Regions from separate parts of the Gossypium hirsutum genome. Here region 2 is linked to region 1. A link is a contact called in public Hi-C data. All regions are on one chromosome and are shown on one strand. Each heading gives the region's core, a stretch centred on a gene start, on an enhancer-like site or on the middle of the called end of the contact. The rest is flanking DNA. Distances are from core to core; before and after follow the strand shown. Region 1 holds the start of LOC121223092 (cationic amino acid transporter 2, vacuolar). Region 2 holds the start of LOC107913635 (histone-lysine N-methyltransferase SUVR3).

The links. A called contact is a pair of places that touch in the nucleus more often than the background predicts.
Region 2: a contact with region 1 is called in a Hi-C map of leaf, with 2.6 times the contacts expected there. The contact joins the promoter of LOC107913635 here to the promoter of LOC121223092 in region 1. A contact is called at or near these places in 3 of 34 Hi-C or Micro-C datasets (all in leaf).

The regions. Positions count from the first base shown.
Region 1 is chrD11:51,289,600-51,295,382 of Gossypium_hirsutum_v2.1, forward strand. LOC121223092 (cationic amino acid transporter 2, vacuolar) reads right to left here and starts at 3,514. Exons shown (of 14, transcript XM_041104087.1): 1 at 3,008-3,514; 2 at 2,205-2,406; 3 at 1,963-2,047; 4 at 1,657-1,797; 5 at 1,425-1,543; 6 at 1,249-1,345; 7 at 994-1,166; 8 at 834-900; 9 at 362-520. The coding sequence starts at 3,167. LOC107904096 reads left to right here and starts at 5,046. Exons shown (of 4, transcript XM_041104088.1): 1 at 5,046-5,283; 2 at 5,442-5,506.
Region 2 is chrD11:51,478,475-51,484,749 of Gossypium_hirsutum_v2.1, forward strand. It overlaps LOC107913635 (histone-lysine N-methyltransferase SUVR3), which reads right to left and starts at 4,565. Exons shown (of 2, transcript XM_016842283.2): 1 at 3,730-4,565; 2 at 2,066-2,636. The coding sequence starts at 4,429. The coding sequence ends at 2,248. LOC107911187 reads right to left here. Exons shown (of 5, transcript XM_016839067.2): 5 at 5,937-6,275. The coding sequence ends at 5,937.

The DNA of each region.
Region 1 (5,783 bases), core at 2,264-4,763:
GTTCCCCTTTTTTAAATGCTATGTTATGCGAACTCAGATGTGAGTGTCAAATGCATGTATGTTTGGTCTTTTCTAGGTTGTCCAATGTACTTGACGGGTCCTTGGAGTTCACAATGTCCAAATAAATGTCAGACTCATGCACTTCAAGAACAATGAAGAGCCAGAACAACAAACATTCAATTAACTAAGAATGAGTCACCATATTAACAAAATGCACTCAATATCAAGTAATGCAAGCATTGCAAACACACAGCTGCATGCTTATATCAATGTTTAAATTTAGACAATAATAATGTGATCCAGACCACAAAATCCAAATAGGGGGGAAATCTTAACCCAATTGCAAGAAATGCCTACTTACCATCCCTGCCAACTGTGAAACATCCATGAAGAATGACAAGGTAGCAGCAACTAGACCAGTTGCCAATGTGCTCTTGATAGGAACTTGGCTGCTTTTATTAACTTCTGAAAAAAAGGATGGCAGCAAACCATCTCTAGCCATTGCCAAAAGAATTCGAGGCTGAAACACACAATTAATTAATCAAATAACATAAAATAGAAAAAATTAAGATCTAAGATCCATCATGTAGGATTTAAGTGCTAGCAATTTATTAATTATAGATTAGGACCCTAAGCAGGTAAGTAGAAGTGTAGACGACATAGCATTGAATATTTAGTTTAGACATACCATTACATTTAACATATCTGGCTATCAAGTTTATTAGTAGTAAGAAATCCTTATCGAATCCAAAATGCTATACTAACTGAAAGGGATCTCAAGTGTAATTAAATCTTACATGGTTGTACTGGTACCAATAAAACTTGTTTCATACCTGAGGGAGAAGTGAGCCCATTAATGTTGAACAAAGAGCAGTAACCGCTCCAATGGTTATTATGTAACTGAAATCAGAACATGAAGGTTCCCCATGTAAAAAGGCTTGAGAAAATAAAAGACAAATAAATAAACACTTTGAATGCACCATGAATACTCACGCTGCCCATTGCATCCCATGGCTAGCAAAAGCAGATGAGATGGGAGTGTCAGGATCCATTGCATAATAGGGGACCAGACCAACAATCACTATAGAGACCAGCATGTACAATCCACAACAAATGGAGAGGGCTGTTGCAATACCCAAAGGCAAATCCCGTTGGGGATTCTTCACCTACAATACATGATTTCAAATATTTCAGATCACTAGGAAGACTACTTCAATATGGAGTAAACTACTATAAGAAACCATATACCTCCTCGGCAGTACTGGCAACCGAATCAAATCCGATATATGCAAAGAAGACTGTCGCAGACCCAGCAAGCATTCCATCCACCCCAAAGGGAAAATACCTATGGGATAAAAACATTACATAACAAATTTTGAACACTATCATATCAGCAAGGAAATAAAGCATGAAATGCCAGTTACCCAGTAGGAAGTTTGTATCCAGCCCATCCAGTGTTGTAACCCAGATAACCTCCCGCCACTATAACAAAGATCATGGCACATACATTTGCAGTGGTGACGATTCCTTGTGCAAATGTACTCTGCATCAGAGGAGCATAGAGGTTTTAAATTTAAGGTATCAAAGTGGTCATCACCCACACACCTAAAAAGGAAAAGGAGATGGAAATGGAAAACGATAGGAGATCGACAGCACCTCCTTGATTCCCACACACAAGAGCCCTGTCACAATGAAAACTAGAATTGCGGCACATGGATCTACCACAACATCAAGCCCAGGAATATATTGACGAGATAGAAAAATAGGTAGGCTATCTTCACCCCCAAAAAGCAAAGCCTAGATGCAAATATCAAAAGATAATTAATGAAATATAAATAGAAAATAATATAATGCAGCTCCCACACACAAAAACCTCAAGTACCTTGCCTCCAATCCCCGACCCAACAAACCCAGCCAAACGGGAAAAAAGTCAAAAAAGTTCTACCAAGTAAATTCACAAACCAGATTAGGTGAAATGCCACGAGCAACAGCTGCACCACCAATTGTGTACTCCAGTATCAGAGCCCAACCAATCAACCAGGCAACACTGCAAAATGACATTTGCTTGTATCAGAGGCTGGAAACTGATAAATCCATGAGAAACAACATTGTACCAATAAAGCCACTGTTTTTCCCCTTCTAACAAAGGAACATTTAACTTCTAAAGTTAAATCCTAATATCAAATTTTCAAATTGCAATTTACCCTTCACCAACACAAATGTATGAATAATGATAGGCACTGCCAGCAGACGGGCAACGACTAGCAAGCTCGGCATAGCAAAAAGCAGAGAGTGCAGCAGCAATTCCAGCTATTAGAAAGGAAATGGCAAGAGCTGGCCCTGAATGCTCTCTCGCAACTGTTCCAACAAGAATATAAACTCCAGCTCCAATTGTTGATCCAACACCTAATCACAAAGCACCAAAATTCACAATAAGCTATCTATTGTATATATAAAAATAAAAGCCGGTAAAAACAACATAATCTTAAAAGTAAAAAGAACTAAAACAAGGCAACCCTCCCAGCTAGAAGAAATAAAATCAAACCACACATAACTCGAAAACAAGAATAGTCCCAAATCAATATGAGGAAATAAGTTTTAAAAAAATGGTAATTAACAACAAAACTGTGAATAACGATCCGAACCCATCATACAAAAATAAAAATAGAACCCTGAAAATTTAATATAAAACAACTAAAAACATAAAATCCGCATCAAAATTTCTCCCAAAAAGAAAATAACTAAAAATAGATCAGATAATCGAATGTTCAGACTGCTATGAAGTTTAAAAAAGAACAGCAAAAATACAAAAAAGGCCATCATAATTTTCCCCGAAAAACAGCTAAGCAACACAGCCGATAATAAAAATAAAACACACACACACCACATAAAAAAAGTTCAGGATCAGATCCCCCACCCCCCACTAAAAACAATATTGAATTCTCCCTCCCCTTTCCCCCCTGGGCAAAAGACTACCCCAAAAGAAGTATAAAACATGAAATAATACCAATTGCTATGAGATGTGGAACTGTCAACTCTTTAGCCAACTGATGATGACCAGAACGCTTGGAATGAGCAGAATCTACTTGTTTTCTTCTTACCAAACTCTTTAAACCACCCCATGAAGATCCAAACCCTTCCTTTTGGGAATCAACCAAAACACCCATGAAGAATTTCCAACCAACTTTATCAAATTTCCCCCAAATATAAACTTTTTAATTAATAGTATTTCACAAACCTGGCTTTTGAAAAAAAAACAAATTTATGAACAATAAATTTCTAGAAAGCTAGAAAAAAAAAGAACTATTAACATTAATATCAGCCCCCTGAACCCTTTCAATATATAAATTTGGTTCAAAGAAACCTTTGAATTTTCTTATTTATTGTTGATGAAAGGGAAACAAGAGAGGCCGGTTTTAGAAGAGAGAAAAAACTTTTTTTCTCTCTGTTCAAGCTTTTACTTGGTGGTGCTTCTAAGAAATGATAAAATTTAGTTTTTAAAGAGTAATGAAACAGCCCGTTGCCCATTGATTAGGAACCAACAATAATCGGGCTACCCGAGAATGATTTTCTTAGGATAATAAAATACTACTATACCACGTTATTTATTTATTTTTATTATTTTATTGACGTGACATCCACGTAGAAGTTCAAGTGTAGCAAGTAATTAATATTTTAAAATTTTAAAAATATTTTTTTTATAATTCTTTAATAATAATTTAATATTTTTTAAACTTTTTTTAATAATTTTTTAAAATTTTTATATATAGACTGTTATGGTAATCTATGCGTATGTTATATTAACAAAGTTAACAAATGAGCTAAAAGAGATGAAATTTTAAATAGAAAGATAAAATAATTTTTTTGTAAAGTTGAAGACCAAATAAATTGTTATCCTTTAAATAAATAACAATAATTTATTAAATCTTATATTAAAGATGTCTTCTTTTAAAATTTATCAAATAATGAATTTTGGTGGAGTTATAACAAATTCTTTTATTTTAAGGTAATATAAATGTAAAAAAATACAAAAGTATTTATGGTTTGAGGAGGAGTTATAGATAATTCTAGCATTGCGTCAAAAAAATAAATATGTGCTTAAATAAAAATAAATATTAGATTAGATAATTATCTTCTCTATATAATTTTGAAAATAAATTTTCAAATTCATAAAGTATTATCTTTTTTTAGAGGAAAGATATTATCTATATTTTAAACTTTAAATATATATATATAGTGGCAAAGTTAAGGGCCTGGCAGGGCTCCGACCCTCCTAAAATAGAAATTTTTTTATAATTTATAAAATTTTAAATTAATAATGATAAAATTACACTTTGGCTCCCTCAAAAATAATAAAAATTTGATTTAATTTTTTAAAAATTATAAAGATATAGACTATTAAAATAGTAAAATTATATTTTTACCAATCATAAAAAGATAAAATTTAATTCTATCCTCCCAAAAATAATTTTCTAGCTCCACCGCTATATATATATATTAAATAGAATTTTTCACATGCATTTACTATGAATTCGCATTATTAAATCTAATATTTTGTAAGTTCATATCAGTAGCCTATCTCAATAAAAGAAATTAAATTATAAAATGGATACAATTTTATTAATTTTTAAAAATAGCATTTTAGTAAACTATACATCTTTTAATTTAAAAATACTTATATATTATAGCTTCTTTAAAAAATTAAAACTTTTTAGAACATAATTTCATTTTTTTTATATAAATTATCTAGAGAATGAGCCTACCAATTAAGAAAAAAAAATCAAGATACATAGACAGAGTCAAGGAGAAAATGTGTTTTATTAATTTGTATGGCTTAACTCTTTTTTTTGACAAGTATAATATTATTTTTATATAAATTGTATGTTTCATAATTTTTAGTAGCAAATTAAAAGCATAGAAAAATAATAGATTTAAATGTACAAAAAGTTTATATATAATTTTAGAATGTTTAAAAAAGAAAGACAGAAAAATCAAAATCCATGGACGGAGTCAGATAAAACGTGATATTAACTTTTAGGGGGCATTTGGTTGGGGGAATAGGCATGCATTCCCCCCCTATTCCGCGGACCCACAACCAAACAGGCGTTTGGTTGGCTGTAATGTTATTACAGCCCGAATCGGCTCCGCCCCTATTACCTCCATTTCCCGTAATAGCCATTACACCCCTCAGCGCCGATTAGGGATTCCGCCCGCATTTCATCTTTTCTATTCCATTTTTTGTCCTCATCAAGCTTCCGATTCTCCCACGTTTCCCTTCCAGGGGTAATTTCTTTTCCCTTCCATCGGTTCTACCATCGGTTCTTCTCGTTCGTTTCTTTTATTTTCTTCATTTTATCAAGAACGAAAAACCGATTTCCAGAGGTATTTTCACTCTTTCCTTAAAATTGATTCCCCTTTTCTTTCTACTCCTAACTCTACAGCAGCCTGACAGGTCGTTACCATCACTCTTTTAGCAACTCGCACTCTTCCCCGCTTTATTTTACAGGTTAGTTTTCTTTTGGCTCAAATCAGCAAAATTTGTTTTTGTTCTCCTAAATATTGATTCTTTTCTTATGAGTTCCATTGGGCTTTTCTTTGACTGTTTCTATTGCATGTTCGACTGAACAGATGAAAAGTTTTTCAATGTGGTTCTATACTTGTTTATTGTATTGCATGTTTGACTGATTCTATTATTTTCCGAATGGCTTGTGATTTCAATATATAGATGAGTTGTTTATTTGCATTTCTTGAAATTTCCTAATGTTAACATGGAGTTCATGTTT
Region 2 (6,275 bases), core at 3,315-5,814, 190 kb after region 1:
AGGTGTGATTAACTAAGTAATTCGAGATAGGTGTTTGGGTTGTCATCTACGCTAGTGCTCAAAGGTAATCGTCTAAAATTCGAATAAGTGGGTAAAAATTGTGTGCCGAAATAAAGGATTTTGAATAAATCCTTAATTATGTATATTGATAAATATTTTCAATTTCACTTCTATCTCATACTTAATGAAAAGGTATTGGTTAAAAAGGGAGAGAAAAGAAAAAAAAAAGTTTGATAGTTTTTGCTTATTGACTCCAAAGGTAATAAAGTACTTAAAATGGGAGCAAATTTTTTCCGCACCATCAAGTTGGAGCCTAACCATTAAAGTCCTAAATGAGTTTAGAAAGCATGCTAAAACTTGATTATGTTCTCTCGACTATTCTTGTACATTGGTTGGAAATACGATTGCATACACACATGAAGACGACCTATTGGTTCTATTTTTTTTTAATTGTATGATTTGTTGTTGTTACTATTTTTCGATTAACATATGAAACTTCAATTGTATTCATGAAACATGCTTACTTGCATCATTGGTGTGTAACTATGTTATCTGCTATTTATTCAAGCTAAGTATTTCTTTAAGATTACATGTGTATAATTATTAATTTTGTTTGGGGACAAACAAAAGAAAGTTAAGCATGAGTGTGATAAATGCTCATAGTTCATGTATTCTAGGCTCTTATTATTTTACTTTTTATTGATCTTCAAGTAAAATATTATGCCTTTTAACTTCATTTGCATGTTTAGTATTATATTTACATACATCAACATTTTTATTTATTTCTACTTTGACTTTATATTAGTTATTGATAAATAATTATGCGTTTTTGTGACATTAATCAAGTGCATTCGTTGGAATGCAAGGTTGAGGATTATCAAGAGCAAAACCGAGGAGGGTCGAAGGACGAGTAGGTCACGACCCAAAATACTCCAACCCCAACGTGGATTGTGCAACTGTTTAAACACTTGACGCTCGCACTTCAACTCAAACGTGATGCCTTGGCTTCAAGCTGCCACCTGTCCTAGTACAATTGACCCTGTGAGCCCTAGCACCGTGCTACCAAGCCACGACACCAAGCATGCATGACATGGAATTTCTTTATCGTTTTGACTCTAGACTCAAGGCTATTTTTAACCTTTTTTTTTTCAAATATTAAAGTCCAAGCAAGTATTGTGACATTAATTTAGGTCAAATAGGCTTTATAAATAGGACATTTTGAGAGGGTTAGATAATTTCTATTGCATTGAACTTTCAGCTTTTGCAACTTATTGCTTTTTGCGTTTTTCTTATTTTATGGATTGGTAAAATCTCTTTTCTATTTAAATGAATTTTAAAGTTTGTCAAATCTAATTGTAATTTAGTATTTGTATATCTTCTGGTTTAATTATGAATATTTGGGTTTAATGAATATAGAGTTCATATACAATTGCTTAGAATATTTGCCTTGTTAATTAGAATTGTTAAATCCATAATTGCTTAATTGATTCTAGTACTTGTGTAACATAGATAGGTATGAAGAGATATGCATTCTATGTTGTGCGAGCATGTGATCCAACTTAAATAAACCCCACTTGTATTTGTTTGTTGGTTAGAACTAGACTTCTCTCAATCTTAATGCTACCATTAAGCTAAATTATAGGCACAAAGTTATAAGGTTGCTTATTGGTAAAGGAAATAATTTCAAACAAAATACCCCTTGATTATCGAAACGGTAAGGAAAAATTGATTGCCAAGCGCGACGTCAACTATTAGCAAACCCAATGATTAATCTTTCACGTTTTATAAATCCATTAAAGGGGTAAACGCTGAGCACGAGTTTTAAAGCTACTCAACTTTTGATTATCACTTTCTTTTTTTTTTTTGCTAAATTTTAATTTTAGTTTTCTTAAATAATCCCCCTCATCTTTGTTTTGTTTAAGAAATAGAATTATTATCGATTACTATCTGCAAGTTTATTTTTTAGGAATTATTTTTGATCTCGAGAACTGCAACCATTTTCTATCTATGGGATGAGGCATCTTTTGTACCCAAAAACAATATTGGTTTAGAGTTAATTTCAAGGTTTTTAAAACAATGAATTCAAACGGATATCAGATTGAAAACGAAATCGAAGTTGTTCTTCATGTACACTAAGAAACGAAAGTTTGAGTAAAGGGTTCTAACCGGTTGTCTAGCCGTCTACGAGCATTACCAGTCACTTGTGGAGAAACGACTCTTGGTTGATGACATCTTTGAGGTTGGCTTTCAAGTATGTTCTGAAGGTAATGTTCCGAGACAAGAAAAGCTACCGCAAAAACATTTCGAGCCCTTAGGCTGAACCCTAATTTCCCCATAGCTAAAAGTGAGCTCCTCGCCTTCTTTTATGTCTTTCGAAGCAAAGAAACAAAGACGAGGCAAAAGAGCTCCTGAACTTCTTACAAGTACTGTTGATAGATTACCACCGTCACATGAATGGTTAATGAAGCGAGCAAAATTTCCAGCTCTTGTGGCATCTATGTTAATTCGCAAGCATGCATTCCCAGATGGAAGATGTTCCCTAACAACAAGAAGAGCAGACGAAAAGTGGTCATCTGAAGCAAGTTTATCGTAGATTTGTTGCCTCCTCCTAGCTTCTTTGGTTGTTAACAGCTCACCTATCAAAGTAGATTGCAAATTTAACAGCATTTTAAGGGCTAATCTCCACACAATTATGCATCGCACATGAGAAACAATAAAAGAAATTACTTTCATCGAAATATATCTAAAGCAATTTCTTTGAGACAGCATGTTTCCCTGATGCTTTGGTGAATGAATTATCATTCAAGCCCTCGGCATTTCTTCAAGAAGTTTGCAAAAACCTTACGTAGCAGCATTAATTACAACCAGACCGAGATGGATTTGTATTTGGCAAGGAAAAGACACATGAAAGTTGTACAACAGTAAGAACCACAAAGAAAGGACAAGAAGATGGTGACAACCAGTGAGCAGAAACGAGTTGATGCTAGGAGGAAATGGGGAGAAAGCTAGCTGGATTGCTCAGGACTTTCAATGGTAAGAACTACAAAAGCAAGGACAAGACAACGGTAACTGCTAGAGAGAAGAAAATGAGTCTTGATACAAGGTAAACATCAGTCAGATAATAAGGAAAGACAGCTGGCATTTTGCTAAATATGCCAAGTTGTCATCAATTGGCGACACAAAGCCAAATAGCATGGGGGAACAGGGAGAAAGCTAGCTGGACTGTTAAAGATTTACTATAGTAAGAACAAAAAGCAAAACGAACATGAGCTAATCACAAAGCAGAATAGCATGGGAAACCCCTCTTGGGTGTTGGGTTGGGGAGAACCAGGAAGCTAGCTGGATTAGTGGACAAGACAGCAACAGCTAGAAAGCAGAAAGGAATAGATGCAAGGCAAACATCAGCTGATCAGAAATGAGTGACGGCCCCAATTTTGCTAAAGGTGCCAAGTTGTTACACATCGGTGACTCGAAGCAAAAAGCTAATTGCTAGAGCAGAAATATTACCTGGCCTGCATCATTAATTTGTGATGGTGTTCTCTCAATGTTGTGCACACATATATCTTCAAAGTTCATTTTCCGATGGAAATTAACGAAAAAAGGGAAGGAAAGGCTAACTAAATTTATCAGACAAAGATACTAAAAAGTAAATAACCACAACAGTTTCAAACATTCAATAAAAGATTAATTTTAGAGAAAAAATGGAGGTTAAGTGTTGAAATGAAGTACCTGAATACTCACAGATGAACTGGCCTTGCTGAATCCACTGAGCAGCATATAATCCCCACCCTTTTCTTACATCCTTCACAATCTTCAATTGAACTTGTATTCCTCTCTGACTCAACCGATTCCCACACTCCAAACGGCAGCCGCAACTCGGTCCACACTCACTCCTTATCCCCATCCCCTCGTCCCCTTCCAATTCCATGCACGGACATCCAATCACATTGTCTTCGCTCACTTTTTCACACCTCTCACACTCACACCCTGACTCGTCCATCACACTCACCCAGCTCCCCCCGAGGAGATCCATTGAGTCAAGAGTACAACCCATTTCAGCATCCGACGAGCCTGAGTCGGGAAGGACCAGAGTTTGCGACGAGTTGGGCCCCCAAAATTGGCGGTTTAAAGAAGAAGAAGAAGAAGAAGAGGGGATTATTTGAGAAGGGGTATAGAAGAAATAGGCATAAGGGTATTGATCGACGGTGTTGTGAAATGAGATGGGAAAGTTTTCAAAAGATCTTGAAGCGTCAAGGGAGCGGTAGAGAGTGATGGAGTGGGCGGCTCGGTGAAGGGTTTTGCAGGTGAGGGAGACATTAGCCAGTTCTTGAGGGGTTAGCCATGGAAGGATAAGGTCTGCGCATTGCAAGAAAGCATGGCTCAAGCCTAGTTTGTTTTGGGGGGGTTTTTTGGGTGATGGCGGCAACATGGAAAACCATCGATCTCATCAGCTTCACTCCTGTAATGAATTATAGACTTTCGGATTGTTTAATTGGATTTTTTTTTTTTAATTTGAACCTAAAAGTTAATCACCTTTCAAAAAATATACAATATATATATATCACAGCATATGTGGGGAAATCGTCTAAATTAGCTATATATGTAAAAAGTAAAAAAATATAGAAAATAAATTGATTTCGGAGGGAAACTGTAAAAGAGCATCCAACTATACAGGTGGTAACAAAGCACACCCATCTTTAAATTGCTTTTTTTTAATATAATTAATATCTTTAGTTAAATAATTAAATGTTAATAATTTTGTCTTAAGTCCTTGGTTTGATTTCAGGGGCGAAATTAGGGGATTGAAAAATTTTCATTTAAGTTTTCTTGAAGTTTTTAAAATTTTAAATTAGTAAAGGTAAAATTATATTTCGGCCCCTAAAAAAATAAAAATTTGATTTAATCCTTTAGAATTTATAAAGATAGTGGCTATTAAAATGGTGAAACTGTATTTTTACTATCGTAAAAGTTACAATTTAATCTGGCTTCGCCCCTGTTTGATTCCTCTCTTACTCACATTTGTATTTTTTATTTCATGTTATTTTAAATTTTTTATTATTTTTAATTAATTTTTTTAACATATTAGCTCATTTGATTAAATAGTTAAATAATAATGATTTTATGTTTAAGTCCCAAGTTCAATTCCTCCTCTTCTAAATATATTTGTAATTTTTTAAAAATAAAAAAATTTGAAAACAATATATTTATTAATTAAAAATAAAACTAAAAATTACAAATGTATTTAGAAGAGGAGAAATTGAACTTGGGATTCAATGATAAAATCATAATTATTTAACTAAGGGAGCTAATATGTTAAAAATGTTAATTAAAAATAATAAAAAAGCTTAAAACAATATGAAATAAATTATAAATATGTTTAGAAGAGGAGGAATTGAAATTGGGACTCGAGGATAAAATCATTATCATTTAATTATTTAACCAAATGAGCTAATATGTTAAAAAAATTAATTAAAATTAATAAAAAGCTTAACATGAAATAAAAAATACAAATGTGAATGAGAAAGGAATCGAGCGACTCAAAACTAAAATCATTTTTTTTTGAAATAAAGACTGGGATTTTATTAAATTGAAAAAATAGAATAAAAATAAACAAAAATCAGACCCAATAAAGCCCAATCCAAATGAAATCGTAAAGACAAGACCTGAAAAAACAAAAAAAAAATAGAGAAACAACCTAAAGGCCAATCCAGCAACAAACTCTCCAGAAAATGGAAGGACGCAAACAAAAATAAAATAAGATAAATAAAATAAGATAAATAAAAACCATCCCGTCAAATCAAGAAACGTCTGGAAGCCATAAATTCTGATGACTAGTCATTTCCAATGCTCCAGAACATCTTGTCGATAGCTATCCCCAAAATCTTTTAACTTTCATTTTGCTATCTACTTTCATTACTCATCTGCACATTTCTCCTTCATTCTGGTTCTTTAAGCCAAGTTTCTGCCGAGGCGAAGGCGTGACCTTCCAGATCTTCTCCCATCAGATAAGTATCTTCTTCTTTCTCGAGCGCGATCTTTGCTAATCTATGGGCATATGTGTTCTCCGATCTGTGAATAAACTGAAAAATAACTTCTTGAAAATCTGCTTTCTTCTTCTGAATATCGCTGATAATGGCACCGATAACTGACTTGTCTGTAGAAGTTGCTTGACATTTTTTTATAACTGATTTTGAATCCCCCATGAGTCTGACTGATTGGATTCTAAGTGAACTCCCTAATTTTGCACCTTTCAGGCACGCATAAGCCTCTGCTGC